Linked DNA regions of Mus musculus: region 1 is linked to region 2. The links are chromatin contacts, called in public Hi-C maps. All regions are on one chromosome and are shown on one strand. Each heading gives the region's core, a stretch centred on a gene start, on an enhancer-like site or on the middle of the called end of the contact. The rest is flanking DNA. Distances are from core to core; before and after follow the strand shown.

Region 1 (7,307 bases), core at 1,853-4,352, 650 kb after region 2:
TGGGCAGCCTTACAACGAAGGAGAGGGCCACGTTCACCTTTGCCCCATGAGCCTCCACATGTCCCGACCAGACTAGCCATATCGTTCTCACTAAGACCCAGAGTAAGTTTTCTGGCCTACAATAAATTGGGCTGCCTTCAGCCTCTTCTGCCTGAGAGAAAGGCCAAGGGCAGATGGCCAAGGTTGAAGTGGTTTTCACCTCAAAACACAGTTTCAACTGTGGTTCTAATAAAGAATTGTATATTCGTATATTTTTAGAAAACCTATAACAAAAAAATGTGTCTTAAAAACCTGACTAGTGTATGTTCCTTGTTCAATACAGCAATTTATTTGGTTATTACCAAATATTAATAACTGACCTATTACATACCATCATTTTAAATATATTAACAATCAATATCCCAAAGATAAGTTAAAAATTGGTTTTATGCATGCTTTTATATCTTTATAAATTCATGCATGCATACATCCCAATTATTGTGTTTAATAATAACCCCTATATGAGACATAAGTAAATGTGAATTAGATCACATGCTTAGTCTCTTAAGTTTCCCCCTGTTTCAACACAAATAATCTAGCTGTGTGCTATAGATGTTGTTTTAAAATGCTGAGCAATCAAACCTTGATTTGTATATTAATAGTCAATGTTATATCTCAAAGCTCACAATTGCTTAAGATTGTTCATCCCTCAGATGCTATTAATTCTCAAATTTGCAATTGCTTATGCATATACAACACATAGAAAAAATGCTGTCCTCTTAAGAAGGCAATCTTTAGACATTTATTAAATTGTTCTAATTGCCTAGACATTTTAAAACAATGCCAGGCTAGATTTATATCTCACACAGTCTATAGGTCATACATATAAGATAGATTGGATATATAACCTTGTTCTTTGTATATTCATAACAGTTATGGTTTAAGATAATAGTTTAGTATTCTTGAAAATTGTGCATGTATAATTCTTTCCTTCTAGTGTCCTCAGTTACTACTTGTTCCCACATAATAGTGTTAATTCTTTAGGACTTATACTTAATAATTTGCTACAAATAAATGCTCTTATTTCTAGTTAATAAATAAATAAATTATGCACATGTGACTCTTAATAACTTTTTAAGCTTTCTAGTTACAACCGCTCCTTAAGAGAAACGATTGAAAGTGCAATTAGTCACTGCCCTTTACAGTCAAGTATTTAAAATGTTTTGTCAACAAGTTATTAAATCGAAGGATTAGATATTGTAAAACTTTAAAACTTTAACTTCTTAAAAGACAAAGAAGGGGGAAATTATATCCCCGTACATACTATTTAGTACATTTCCATGCACATATTTAAATCATACCTTTATTTTCAAATTTTGAAATTTAGAGGTCAAAGTAAATTCTTTATATTTATATTCTTTATAAATGCTTTATAGTATCTTAAAAGGATCTACTTATTGGCTTACAGATTGATCCTAAACAGCTACCTTATTAGGGAAGGGAAAAAACAGGTTCTCTCCACAGAACGCTACAGAAGCATGATGTTTAATTCGTGTGACAAGCTGGCAGGTAAGTTGACTCAGTGCCCTGACTGAAGTGACTAGGAAACTAAATTGGGTTCATGTTTTAGATCCATTCTTGCTTGCCATTTTTCCAGTTTAGACTAGCTTCAAGCCTTTTAACTTTATGGCAAAAGAACATCAGAGACTGTATATTCTGACTTAGTAAGATTAGTCATTTAATAAAGTCATAATGATTTTTCTCTTTTCTTCAGTGTGGCCAGTCATTCTAACTCAATCTTAGACTGGTCTAATATTTAGTCCAATATTAGAAATTCCTATTGTAAATAACTAAAATTCTTAGTTACCTAACAAAGTTAATTCTGAACACAGCCCCCACTTCCAGAAAATCTCTGGCCTTTTTACTAATTCTAAAACCAGCCCAGAGACTGAGCTTGAGCCTTGCTATTTGCAACTGAATAAAGTACCAGGACTTTCCCAAAAGAAGCTTTGTGATGTTACTCTTCACTGTCTAAGATTTTTGTCTTTCAAGCAGGTCAATCAACACCTTCAGCCTGACTGCAGCGGTTGTGCATCCCCGCCCCCAAGAGCATGCAGGTGGCAGCTGCTATTTTCATTCTAAAGACATTCCAGCACGTATTCTGGCTTTCAGTCTGATTTGAGATTTAGGTTTGCTACTAGGGCTAGAAAGGTGAAAATTTCAAATACTAAAAGAAATTGGTTTTTATTCTGATAGACGGGCTTAGTCTCTTAGCTGGTCTCTGGTTTTCCACCCTTGCTGTTATTGCAAGGTCCCCTTAGTTCCTCAGACTGTGGAAATAACAGAGATGAAGAGGGTGACCTTCAGCTCCTAATATAGCCTAAGAGCCACAAATAGTGGTGTTACTAGTGACATAATTCTTGTCGAGGCCTTGCTAAATCTGAGGTTGACAATTCTCCTTTAGGAGCTGCACAGTACTCAGAACTGTGCATACTGATTAGTGATCATACAAATACAGTATGAGTACCATCTTGGGTGCAGAAATTTACTGCAGGGGAAGGTCCAGCTTGACCATTTCTGAGTTCCCTGTGAGATACACCCGGTTTGGATGGAGGTTGGTATCTAGTTCGTTACATTCAAGAATATCTTTCTAAGGTTCTGCATCCCCTCCCCAAAAGATACCAAGAGCCACAAGTGTGGGTCATGACAGCACCCACGGGAGGAATCAGGTCAATATCCCCCCAGCCATGGTTAAAGCCCACTCATCTAAGGATGAGAAAATCATTTGATCACCTCAGTTAAGCGTGGCCTTATTAAGCTTAATTAATAGAGGAGAGAGAGGTTGGAGACCATACCATTAGAAGGGCAAGCCCTTCACAGCCTCCCACCCTAAAAAGCCAATTGGCCCTGTACTACGGAGCCAGTCGTCACCCCCTCCTCTCTGTTCCCCACCTATCATCCAAGAATGTGGAGGAAAATCCATGTACTCTCCTTCAGTGTTATCATAATAAAGTGCCTTTCATATTCGTACAGTCAGTCCTTGCCAGTGTCCCAACGCCCTAGAAGGACTGTGCAGCTGACTACTTGGTATTCAGTAAAAATTTCAACTAGGAAGTTACCTATTCAGTAACTAATTAACATTTAAAAGACAGAGCCAACACCTCAGGACTAGTCTACTAGATGTTTACTAGGACAGAAAAGACAGTCCTATCCAGATACAGTTTTCCATAAGAAAAGTTAAGAAATCCCACTAAGATAAGTTTCTTCCTTAGGCCCTAAGAATTCAGGCAGAACTATAGGGCATAAATAAATTTTATGCCTCAACCTAGCCTTTTCTTTTTTATATTAACAACAGGGAGGAGATGTAACCTCCCCAGCCTGAAACCTGTTTGCTCAGGTTTCAGAAGAGAGCATCGGGGCGGAGCTTGCCGCCCTACCATTCTGCCACTCCCACTGCTGAGGCCTGCTGCTTTGCTGTTCCAGAGTCAAACACGTGGTCACCTGCAACTTTACTCCAGGATGATTTGGTGGGAATGGGCCCCTTCCCCTGCTTCATAACCCAGTGTCGGAAATAGTAAAATCGAATCTTGATCAGACTGGTTGTCTTGGTTCCATCTTTATCACGCCGCCTAGCCCCCCACCCCCCCTTCTCTTGCAGATTTCAAGATGCCTTTCCAGACTAGAACCCAGACATGTGAGCCGCTGGCCGGCCGCAACAGCTTTGGCCACCACTGCAGGTGTTTATCTCTAAGGCTCCCATGATGCACCTATCTTACCTTCCCATTGAGCAGATAGCTAGCAGGCTGCATTATGTTCATCAAGACTCCCACTGGACTCCAGCTGAATTTGTATCGCAAGGGATTATCTGAATGTTCAGGGGCCGGAAGGCCACCACAGTAGGAAACATAAGACTCAACCTGCAAATTGAGAAATAAATGAAATCAGTAATATTAAGAAGACTAATTATTAAGTTATTAATTAGGGTTAATGATATCAATCTGGTGAATATGATACCATTATTTATTTTTTTAAGTTATTGAGGCTTTTAAATATACATCCTTGAAGACACTTATTAACACAGATTCTATATACAGATGCACACACATATATATGTATATAAAAATATATAAACTCTGCTAGAGATAATAGCTAAATTTTCATTAAAAATTCAACTGTTAGAGCTGCAGAGATAGGTCAGTACTTAAGAGTGCTTACTGCCCTCGCAGAGAACCATGCTTCATTCCCATGCCAGGCAGCTTACAACCTCCTGTAATCCCAGCCTAATTAGAAAATCCAATACCCCCTTATAGCCTCTGAGGACATCCACACATGTGTGTATATGTACATGCAAACATATACATACACATAAATGAAAATAAAACAAATCTTTTAAATAAATAAATAAAAATTCAACTATTGATTCACTTTTTCTTTGTCAGTTCTTATAAGTTTTATATCCAAAAAAAAAATATATATATATGTGAAAACTCCAAATCACTTAATTTGAGTGACCATATATACATATACAGTTATTCTTTGTCTTATGTAATTACTTAATTAAACAACAGACAAAAATCCCAAAGGTTTTTTTCTAACTTCTAAATGCAAAGTATTATCAAAGAATCTGTCTCAAAGGCAAAATCTTTAAGAAACAAAATGATTACAATAACATCTATTTCTCTAGAACTGTTACTAAGATCTAAGTTGTTGTTTGACTCTTCAGATGTATCTGTAGGTTCTGTAGTTTTTGTAATTCCTAGCCAAAGTAAGAGCTGTAGTCTAGCAAATCACTAATGAGAAGCAAAAGACAATCCTATATCCCCTGAGGGGATATCTGCTCACCGTGGCTCCCAGCTCTTTGGCAGTATCAATTGTTTCCATTGCCAACATGTGATCAAGACCAGGGTCTAATCCCAACTCACCAATGACTGTAATGCCAGCATCATCCACACTGCCACAGGTAGAAAAGAAGAAAATGGAAAAGTCAGACACAGAAGAGGAACGATCCCGAGGTGGCACCTTACTGGAGGCGGTGGCTTACCTCTTTTCCAGTTCTTTCATGGCTGGTGTAATATAGCTTGCAGTGACCATATTAACCCTGCTTTCGATGCAGGCTTTGGCCACCACAGGATGAAGCACATAAGGCAACAAGCTGAAAACAGAGGGAGAAGAGATTCAGAAGCTTTGGTTCCCAGTCCTCTCTCCCCTTCCAGGATGCTTGAACTATACCACAGCTCAGTCCTAAGAAAACGCCCAAATTAAAGAATTCTCTCAGAAATGACCAAGGACTTCTGAATTACAGAGCAGATTTGTCCTGCTGTCTACCATACAGTGCTCTTCACTAACCCTTTCTGTAGTTTTTCTTTTTCTTTTTGTTACATTCGCTCATTATGCTTGTCTATGTATGCATGTAACATATCATCTGAATCACAAATATCTCATAATTCAGAAATTCTATTTCTAGTTTCCTAACACTAAAAGCACAAGGCAAACACTGAAGGGTGTCTAGCAGCATGTTCATAACAGCCCAAATCAAAACAACAAAATTCCATCAAAGTTCACACAGTAAAGAATACACAGCCGGTTCTCATAATCACAATATCAAATGAATGAAGGCAGTCACAAACAAGGACATACTGAATAATCCAATTCTACAAACTTTGAAGACATGCAAAAAGCTAATCTAGATGTTAGAAGAAAGAACAGTGCTTCTGGGATAGAGTCAACAAGTTTACAAAGGTTAATAAGAGGGCTTGTAGGATATTATCAACATTGTTCCTTGATGTGGATAGTGGTTAGAAAATGTATTAATGTTGCAGCAATTTACTGGGCAACATAACTGTGATTTTTTGATTCAAGAGTGTGAGTGTATGTGTGTTTGTTTGCTCACCCGTGAGTGTGCAAATAAACATACACATGCAAGAGGAAGAATGTGAGAGAGAAAGATATTGAGAGATAGATGGTGAGACAAAAAGACAAGAGACAGAGAGAATATTGAAACAAAGAGTCAGAGACAAAAAAAATTTACCAATTAGCCCAGACTGGCCTCAAACTTTCAATTTTCCTCTCTTAGCCTCAAGCAAGTGCTGAAAATACAGGAAAGTACCACCACATCACACCATTCTCATACTTATTTATATTTTCATACATATGTTCTTCCAATAAAATGTTTATGAGAGAAGACAGAGAAAGAAAAAGCAAGGAGGAAAGAGAGACAGGGAGAAAATAAGAGAAGATTAAAACAACCAGATGCAGGGCTGGAGAGATGGCTCAGCATTTAAGAGCACTGACTGCTCTTCCAGAGGTCCTGAGTTCAATTCCCAGCAACCACATGGTGGCTCACAACCATCTGTAATGGGATCTGATGCCCTCTTTTGGTGTGTCCTGATGACAGCTACAGTGTATTCATATACATAAAATAAATAAATCTTAAAAAAAAAAAGATGCACAGAGAACTTTTTGTTGCCCACTACCTGATCACAAGATCCTGGGATTCCACCAGGGATTGCAGCTTTGCCTCTTGCTTGCCAACAGTCAAACTGACAGGGTTAATGTTGTATTTCTTGCTCAGCTGCTGCATTTGGTTGGTCATGTCAGAGCCTATTTCAAGAATACAAAAATCCACTTTTTAGAGATTTCATTCCACTGGAGACATTTTCATAGCTCCACAACTTTTCAAAACTTAGAGGTAAAAAATCATCTAAGGTTCATATTCAACAGGCAATGGAATTAGTTTTTATTCTTTAAAAATAAAAACAACTCATTACCTAGTGTTATTTCTATATTGTTGTCTCTTGACAGATATTCCAAAACAGGCCCAGATACATAGCCAGACCCAAGGACCAAAACCTTCTTCTTGGTACTCATTGAAAGGAATTGAATGCGTTCTCTGTTTGAAAAATAAGGGGAAAGCCGATAATTAAGTTTATCTCTTTTAAATAACAAAATCGTGTGATCTCCAAACACAACAGAAACTTACATGCTGAAGCAACAAAATCTCCCTGCACTTAGAATGACATGCTATATCCATTTGTTTTAGATCTTGTATAATAGACCCTGGCCTCTGAGATGCTCAAGGTCTACAGACTTCCATGAATTCTGGAGCTAGAATGAGGACGGGGCTACTTTTTTCTCTGCTTACTTACAGGCAAATAACTTGGCTCATACTTTGTCCTCCCAGAAGTATTTACTCAAAACGATTTTGCGTCTGGATGCTGGATACCTCATTTCCTCCTCGCCACAGTCCAAGGAAACAACAACCTGAACAAGGGCTTACTGCTACCTGCATCAAAACCTGTTTTGTCAGATATCTTTAGGCTAATGTAAGA
Region 2 (6,826 bases), core at 4,214-6,713:
TTGTGTTACACAGTTTCTGGTAATTCTAAGGGCGCCTGTCCAAGAAGGTAGGCGAGCTTCTCAGATGTGTGGTGGAAGGAAATGTGAAGTGGAGACACGTGGTGACTGGTACTGTTCAGTCCTTGAATGTCCTGAAGTCCCTGTGTTGAAGTTGCCAGCGCGTGTTGCTTTGGAGGGATGGGAGAACCTTTAGGTACCATCTAATAAAAGGGAATCGGGTAAGTAGGGGCAGGACTTTGAAGGGGATATTAAGGCCCTGACTCATTCTTTATCTCTATTTGCTTCTCAGGTGTCATGAGGTGAAAACTTTCTTGTCACATAATCCTTGCTTACCACAATCCTAAAAACCACTTAGCCAAGAGACCAGAGATTGAAATCTTTGAAAGTAGGGATGAAAACATACATCTTATTTAATATTAATTTGACTTTCAAAATACAGCTGATCATTTCATTAATAGTAAAAGAAAATGCATATATGTTACAATGTTTTCATTGTGAGTGAGAAATAATATTTTGCCCAAGATTTAGAGAGTAATCTTCCTTTAGCAATTGTTTTAGGCTACACTGAATTGATTTCAACAAAATAATTCATTAACAGACACCATTTGCAAGTCATCTAAAATCAGCTATCAGAAAGGACATAGGGTTACAGTTTCTGCCTTAATCTGATTTTTTTGTTGTGTCAGAGAAAAAGGCATGAGTGTTTTTCTAGACACTGAAGTGAGGGTTTTATCTAGACTCAAGGAAGATGGCATTTGGGGAAACAATTCTAGCTGAATATTGATCAAGCCTAGAACTGATAAGTCCTTGTGGGCTACTGCACAGTGGTGTGCGTGTAGTTTACAGTAGGACTGCATGCTTTGTGAATAAGTAGAAGAGGCACTCAAGGGTCATAAAGAAATAATAAGGAAACAGAAATGTTAACTCTGATTAGATCAGTTTCCATGGTACACAGGTATTGGAATGTTATACCTTACTTTAGAGGTATATAATTGCCATGTGCTAATTAAAAATGTCTCAGAGATTTAAGGAATTGGAGATGGTAACCACCCTGATTGATCGTTATACAGCATATCAAAGTACTACTCAGAAAAATATGAATACATGCCATGAAGATAATAATGGTAGTTTTGTTCTTCTTTAAGCTGGACATTGAGAATAAAGTGGAGGTTAGTGCCCGGTGGACATCATGGGCACTCAAGTGGCCTCTGACTATGCAGCTGTGACTTTAAAGGTTATCGTTTCATCTTTGAAAGAACGTCTTGCATCTGGGAACACTCCCACACACCAGATCCTCTCTCTTCAGTGTCATAGTTCAGACTCCCCGGCTTGCCACCAGGAATAAAAAAAAAGGCACTGGACCCACGCTGTCTGTGAGAAGCAAAGCGAGGTTTCTCACGTTCTGGGGAAGCGTTCATTTGCCCAGGACCTTGTGTCAGCCAATAAATTAACCTCTCATTCTGGCCGTAGCAGTGAAGTTCCCCATTGGATCCAAGGTGGAGCTCCTGACATAAAATGGACACCACAGCGTGGCTGCTGCCAAGTTCCCATCAGCCCCTAGTAGGAAAGCAGCAACGTTGGCTAAGCTTTTTTAACCAGACCACGTCTGTTGTGAGTTTAGTGCTGTATTTTGGAAACAGCCTGAAGTCCGGTTTGTTGACCTTCCCAGCAATCCTGAGAATTCTGATGATTTGAATAAGGACCTTTTTCAGTCATTGTGCAGTCATCATGTGTTTTGTACAACAGCTAAGAACAAGGCCCTACATTCCTTGTGTGGGCGGGGCAAACGGAAGGCCTTCCAGACGGCGTTCATTAGCAGATGCGTTTGTCTTCGGTTGCTTCCGTCTTCCTTTTCCACTGAGGTGCAGAGCCATTGAAATGATCTGGGTGGGGCTGACTCCTTTGATTGTAGTTACTACTGTGGTTATTAGGCAATAAATAAATAAGTAAATAAACAAAATAAATAAAAATCAAAATCCCATGAAAAACCTTTGTACAAGTCGGCTAAGGCCTTTGTAACAAAATGTCTCAGACTGATGGCTTAACTAACAGAAACTTATTTACCCACCGTTTGGGGAGTAAGAGTGAGTTTAAACTAGGCTGTCAGCTGGCTTCATTTCTCCAGAAAGATCTTCCCCACTGGTTTGCAGACGACTCTGAGTCCTGGCAGCCCTCTTTGCAGATAGCTTCTGGTGTTTCTTAGCATGGTGGAACTCTTTCAAGTAACAGGATATAAACGAATCGGGAGCCACCTTAAGATAATTATTTTAGAGCGGAAGTGGCACATGCCTTTAATCCCAGCATTTGGGAGACAGAGGCAATTGGATCTCTGTGAGTTCCAGGCCAGCCTGGTCTACATAGTAGGTTCCAGGCCAGACAGGGCTACACAGTGAGAGCCTATCTCAAAAGCAAAACAAACAAATGAACTTTGTTTTAACTAATGAGCTCTGGGAGAACCTTATCTTCAAATGTAGTCATGTTCTGAGGCTCTAGAGGGCTACGGCTTCAATGTATGAGTTTATTTTGTGGAGAATCATTTAGTCTTTGCAATGGCTATCCTTTGTTGTTAACGTGACTACATCTGGAATGAAGTAAAACACAAAAAGGAGGGCACACCTGTGAGGGGTTTTTACTAGTATACCAGGCCAGAAACATAGATGGACATTTCTGCATCTTTGCACAATGTCAGAATTTATTGATTAGTGGTGAATTCTGAAGGTTTGTGTGTGGGGGCTTTTTTTGTTTTTGTTTTTTTCTGAGACAGGGTTTCTCTGTATAGCCCTGGCTGTCCTGGAACTCATTTTGTAGACCAGGCTGGCTTCAGAAATCCACCTGCCTCTGCCTCCCAAGTGCTGGGATTAAAGGCGTGTGCCACCACACCCGGCGGTTTGTGTGTTTTATTGGCTTCATTTTCTGTGGTAGTCTTGAATTCTCTTAGTAACGACCATTAAGATGCAAGCATGGATTCTTTTATTCTTAGTTACTAATATCAATTCTCAGATAACATATTAGTTATATCTACATATAACTGTATATGTGCAGGCTACAAATAGTTTTAAATGGGTTAGTGTTCAAGGAGTTCAAAGACTTCTAGGAGGCCCTAGTGGAAGCAGAAGCAGAGATGGGGAAAAGGTTAAGTGAACACCATTGCCGGTCTGATGGGGAGAAGTAGGGACTCCTGGTACCGTGTGTCCTTATTATTATTTGGTTAAGTTCTTGCATTTAGCATAATAAGATGTTCTAAGCTCTCTTCATTTTCTTCTCCAAATCTGGTGTGGCCATGTTTTGAAACAAGTATTTTTGAATAAAAACACTGACTTACAGGGGCTGGAGAGATGGCTCAGCAGGTAAGAGTACTGACTGCTCTTCCAAAGGTCACCTGAGTTCAAATCTCAGCAACCACATGGTGGCTCACAACCATCTGTAATGAGATCTGATGCCCTCTTCTGGTGTGTCTGAAGACAGCTACAGTGTACTTGCATATAATAAATAAATCTTTAAAAAACAACAACAACAACAAAAAACCACTGACTTATATTTTGAAGTTAATGTACGAAAAGTTTCATTTACCTAGTAGCTTTGACTTTGTAAAACTATTTTGGGGGCGGGGGTGGGGGGTAGGGTTAGTGGCAGGTCATGCCATGACTCAGCTGCAAGTACCTTGCAAACATAAGGAACTAGAAGGAAGGGCTATGTTTGTGTGCACACGGCTACTTTGAAAGTAAGTTCTATGACAGACAACAGAGAGGAGAGCATTATTTCCCTAGAGACTTCTACAACACTTGGACGAACCCCTCAAGGCTGTTTGCCCAGGATTATAAGGACTTAATAAATTGCCACTGGCCTAGCATTCAGCCCAACAGAGGCAAAAGCAACAAACAAGAAAGGACCAGAGAGGCTAAACAACCCCACCCTGGCTGCCCAGATAAAAACCAGCAGGCTGGGGTTTGAAGAGGGAACAAAGATGCTAGATTTTCATATGATATATAGTTGTAAATATATATTTTCAGGGGCTTAAGATAGGTGTGTGCCTTTTTAGTGCAGGAAGAATCACTTTGGGGGTCTGTCTGTATGTCGTTTGATGTGGGAGGCATCTGTATTTCAGAGACCCATTTGGCTATCTTGAGTCATAGGGAAGAAGCAGGGTCCAGGTGGGAAAGGATGGCTGGAGTCTTAAGAGGCTCAGGATTCAGAACACAGACGGAAGTGAGCTTCATTTTTATTTTATTTTTATTTTTTTATTTTTTTATTTTTTTTTTCTTCCGAGACAGGGTTTCTCTGCATAGCTCTGGCTGTCCTGGAACTCACTTTGTAGACCAGGCTGGCCTTGACCTGAGAAATCCGCCCGCCTCTGCATCCTGAGTGCTGGGATTAAAGGTGTGAGCCACCACGCCGGGCTTTATCTGATTTTTAAAGGTCGTGTTAAACTGGCTGTGGCTGGTCACCCACCAGCACCATGGAAACAAAGACAGAAGGAGTGTTGCAATTTATGACTCCAGCTTAGTCTACTTGGTGAACTCCAAGCCAGGGGCGAACCCATAGTCAGACACTGCCCTTTGCTCCGTCTCCTCTCCCCCAGTATTGGATTGACCCACCGAGCAGGAAGAAAAGCATGGACTTGGAAGTCTAGGCAGGACTTTAGCTCTAAGGCATTTTGCAGTGCCAACATTTGTATCCATGGTAAAAGAGCCCTAGGAACCAAATAATACCAATATAATTAAAAAGTAATTTGTCACTTAAAGCTATCTCATGTTCATCCAAAAAATAATTTAAATAATGAGTCGCTATCTTTACAAATCGTTAAAACATTAAAATGTGTATGACTATATTTAGCAAGATGTCTTGTAGCTGGAAGATAAAATACAAACTAGCGTAAAGCACACCATTAGATTTTAAATGACAAAGAGGAAAACAATGAGAATATCAAACCAGACTAAGGAACATTCCCGTTTAATGAGAGAGAAAGAGAAAAAAATACTTTTCATGCTCTGTCAGTTGATTATGCCTTTCAGTTAATATTAATAACGCAGAGGGGTTGTTTTGACAAGGCTAATGCTGTAAAGGCAGCTGTAGAATAGCAAAAATAGCTCTGATGTTCCATACAGAATGACAGGCATCTGTGCTCGAGCTCTGTCCTCTTCTTAGCTGTGAGGCTCAAATGTGATGGTGTGGGACAAAGGGAAGGTCTAACATGAAAGGAGGATGTTGCTACTAAAGACATCCAGGAGATGGGATGGAGTGGGGAGGGTAGGAGGCTGATTAGAGAAGAACAGATAGCCCAGTTTGAAGCTGCAGGTATCCTTTGGGTAGAGCTGCAGAACTACACTGTGTTTGTTTGTCTTAAAATCCAGTAGTCCCGTGGTCTGCTCATTTCTGACTGCTCTATGGTAGACTGGGAGAGTCCACACAGCGCTGGGCCACAGAGCTGACTTGGTAAACTGAATCCAACTGGGCATGTGGATCTCTAGATGTGTAACCGGAGCTGCTGTGACTGATCTGAGTAGTGTCTGCCCAGGAGTCGTCACCTTCCTGCTCCACCCACCTGCACAATGAATGGTAGTGTGTGAACAAGAGTCGGAATGACAGGGCCCTGGATCGGGGAGAGTGGGGGAAGTGCTGTGGGAAGGATAGGGCAGCCATCCGGTTTTCCACTCACAAAAGGGAGGAAATTAAACGTCCAGAGCATATAACCCAAGCAAAGAACAGCTCAGCTGGTGAGCCAGAAAATGAAGGTTTTTTGTTTTCTGGAAAATAATGGCTTGCATTTATTCAAGGTATAATCTGATCTTAAAGTAGCTTCACCATTCAGAGGGCAGGCTATGCAACTGGATGGGTGGGAATTCAATTCCAGCCACTACTCTCTACACTTCTACCAGTGTGAGGTTTTTCTCCCATGTCATCTCTGTGAACTTACCACTCAGCTTCACACAACAGCTCTAGGTACTGTTTAAACAGCCTACATACTTTAAGAAGGGTCAAGTCTTTCTAGCATATTTGCCTACAGTCATGACTGTGTTTGTGTGTATGTTATGCCATTGAGGCGGCAGAACAAGGCGTGTTGTCGGTGGCTCTGTGGTATCTTGAGTGACCAGGCACGCTCAGAGAACTCGCACAACCTGTCTATAAGCAGCGAGAGTCTGGCAAGGTGCGTGACAGGGAGTGCTCTTTCTATTAAACCGCGCTTTTCCTTTCAGAGACCTCAAATGTGAAAGACGAATTACAACCAGGGCTTCACATCCTCTTTGATTTAAGGAGAAAACAGGTCGTGACGTGGGTTATTGTTTTGCTCACCTTCTTGATGTATACTTTAGCCTTCAAAAGCTGTTCCAGGGAGAGGCGGGGAATAGGCAGGTGGAAAAACCAGTGCCTTGGCCTGACTGTGTGTGTTACATCTTGACACTGGGAAACGTATCCTTACTCTGTGCTTCTGTTTCTCCAGCTTTAGGACAGAGCTAGCCACAACTGTTCTTCAGATTGAAGTATTTGCTTTGTCTAAAGCCACAAGTTGAACACACAAAGCCCTTACTATGGACTGGACCATGTTCTCAGTTGTAGCCGACTGCGGCCACACTAACTGGGTTCCTGAATGGGAGGCCGGAGCTGTATGGGAGAGAACTACGAGAGAAATAATGGAGGCCAAGACATGTTTCTGTTCAAGGCCTCTGAAGTTTACTGAGAGTCCGTGCTTATAAAGAGGGTAGGCCCATTCCCCCCCACCCCCCAGCCCATTCTTGGTGCCTGGGGCCAGCCTGTAGGCGATCTACAGGGTGTGTCTCCGGACTGCCTCAAGGACATTTCAGCAGGAAGCAGAGTCTTGGAGAAGAGC

Evidence for each region. Hi-C and Micro-C count contacts between places; a contact is called where the count stands out from the background.
Region 1: a contact with region 2 is called in a Hi-C map of embryonic stem cells, with 1.8 times the contacts expected there. The contact joins two enhancer-like sites. A contact is called at or near these places in 1 of 484 Hi-C or Micro-C datasets (embryonic stem cells) and 2 of 115 datasets of contacts at active chromatin or transcription factors (both in embryonic stem cells).

Annotation. Positions count from the first base shown.
Region 1 is chr6:23,087,444-23,094,750 of GRCm38.p6, forward strand. It overlaps Aass (aminoadipate-semialdehyde synthase), which reads right to left. Exons shown (of 24, transcript NM_013930.4): 14 at 6,747-6,868; 15 at 6,453-6,579; 16 at 5,021-5,131; 17 at 4,822-4,930; 18 at 3,756-3,896. Among named protein-coding and RNA genes, the nearest start is that of Aass, 42 kb to the right of the region's middle. Within about 2 kb of position 3,103, at least 6 of the 459 cell types and tissues checked have an H3K27ac peak or open chromatin away from gene starts, as enhancers often do. A contact at or near this core is called in embryonic stem cells, where this site is marked.
Region 2 is chr6:22,438,293-22,445,118 of GRCm38.p6, forward strand. No RefSeq gene overlaps it. Among named protein-coding and RNA genes, the nearest start is that of Gm38773, 50 kb to the left of the region's middle. Within about 2 kb of position 5,464, at least 75 of the 459 cell types and tissues checked have an H3K27ac peak or open chromatin away from gene starts, as enhancers often do. A contact at or near this core is called in embryonic stem cells, where this site is marked.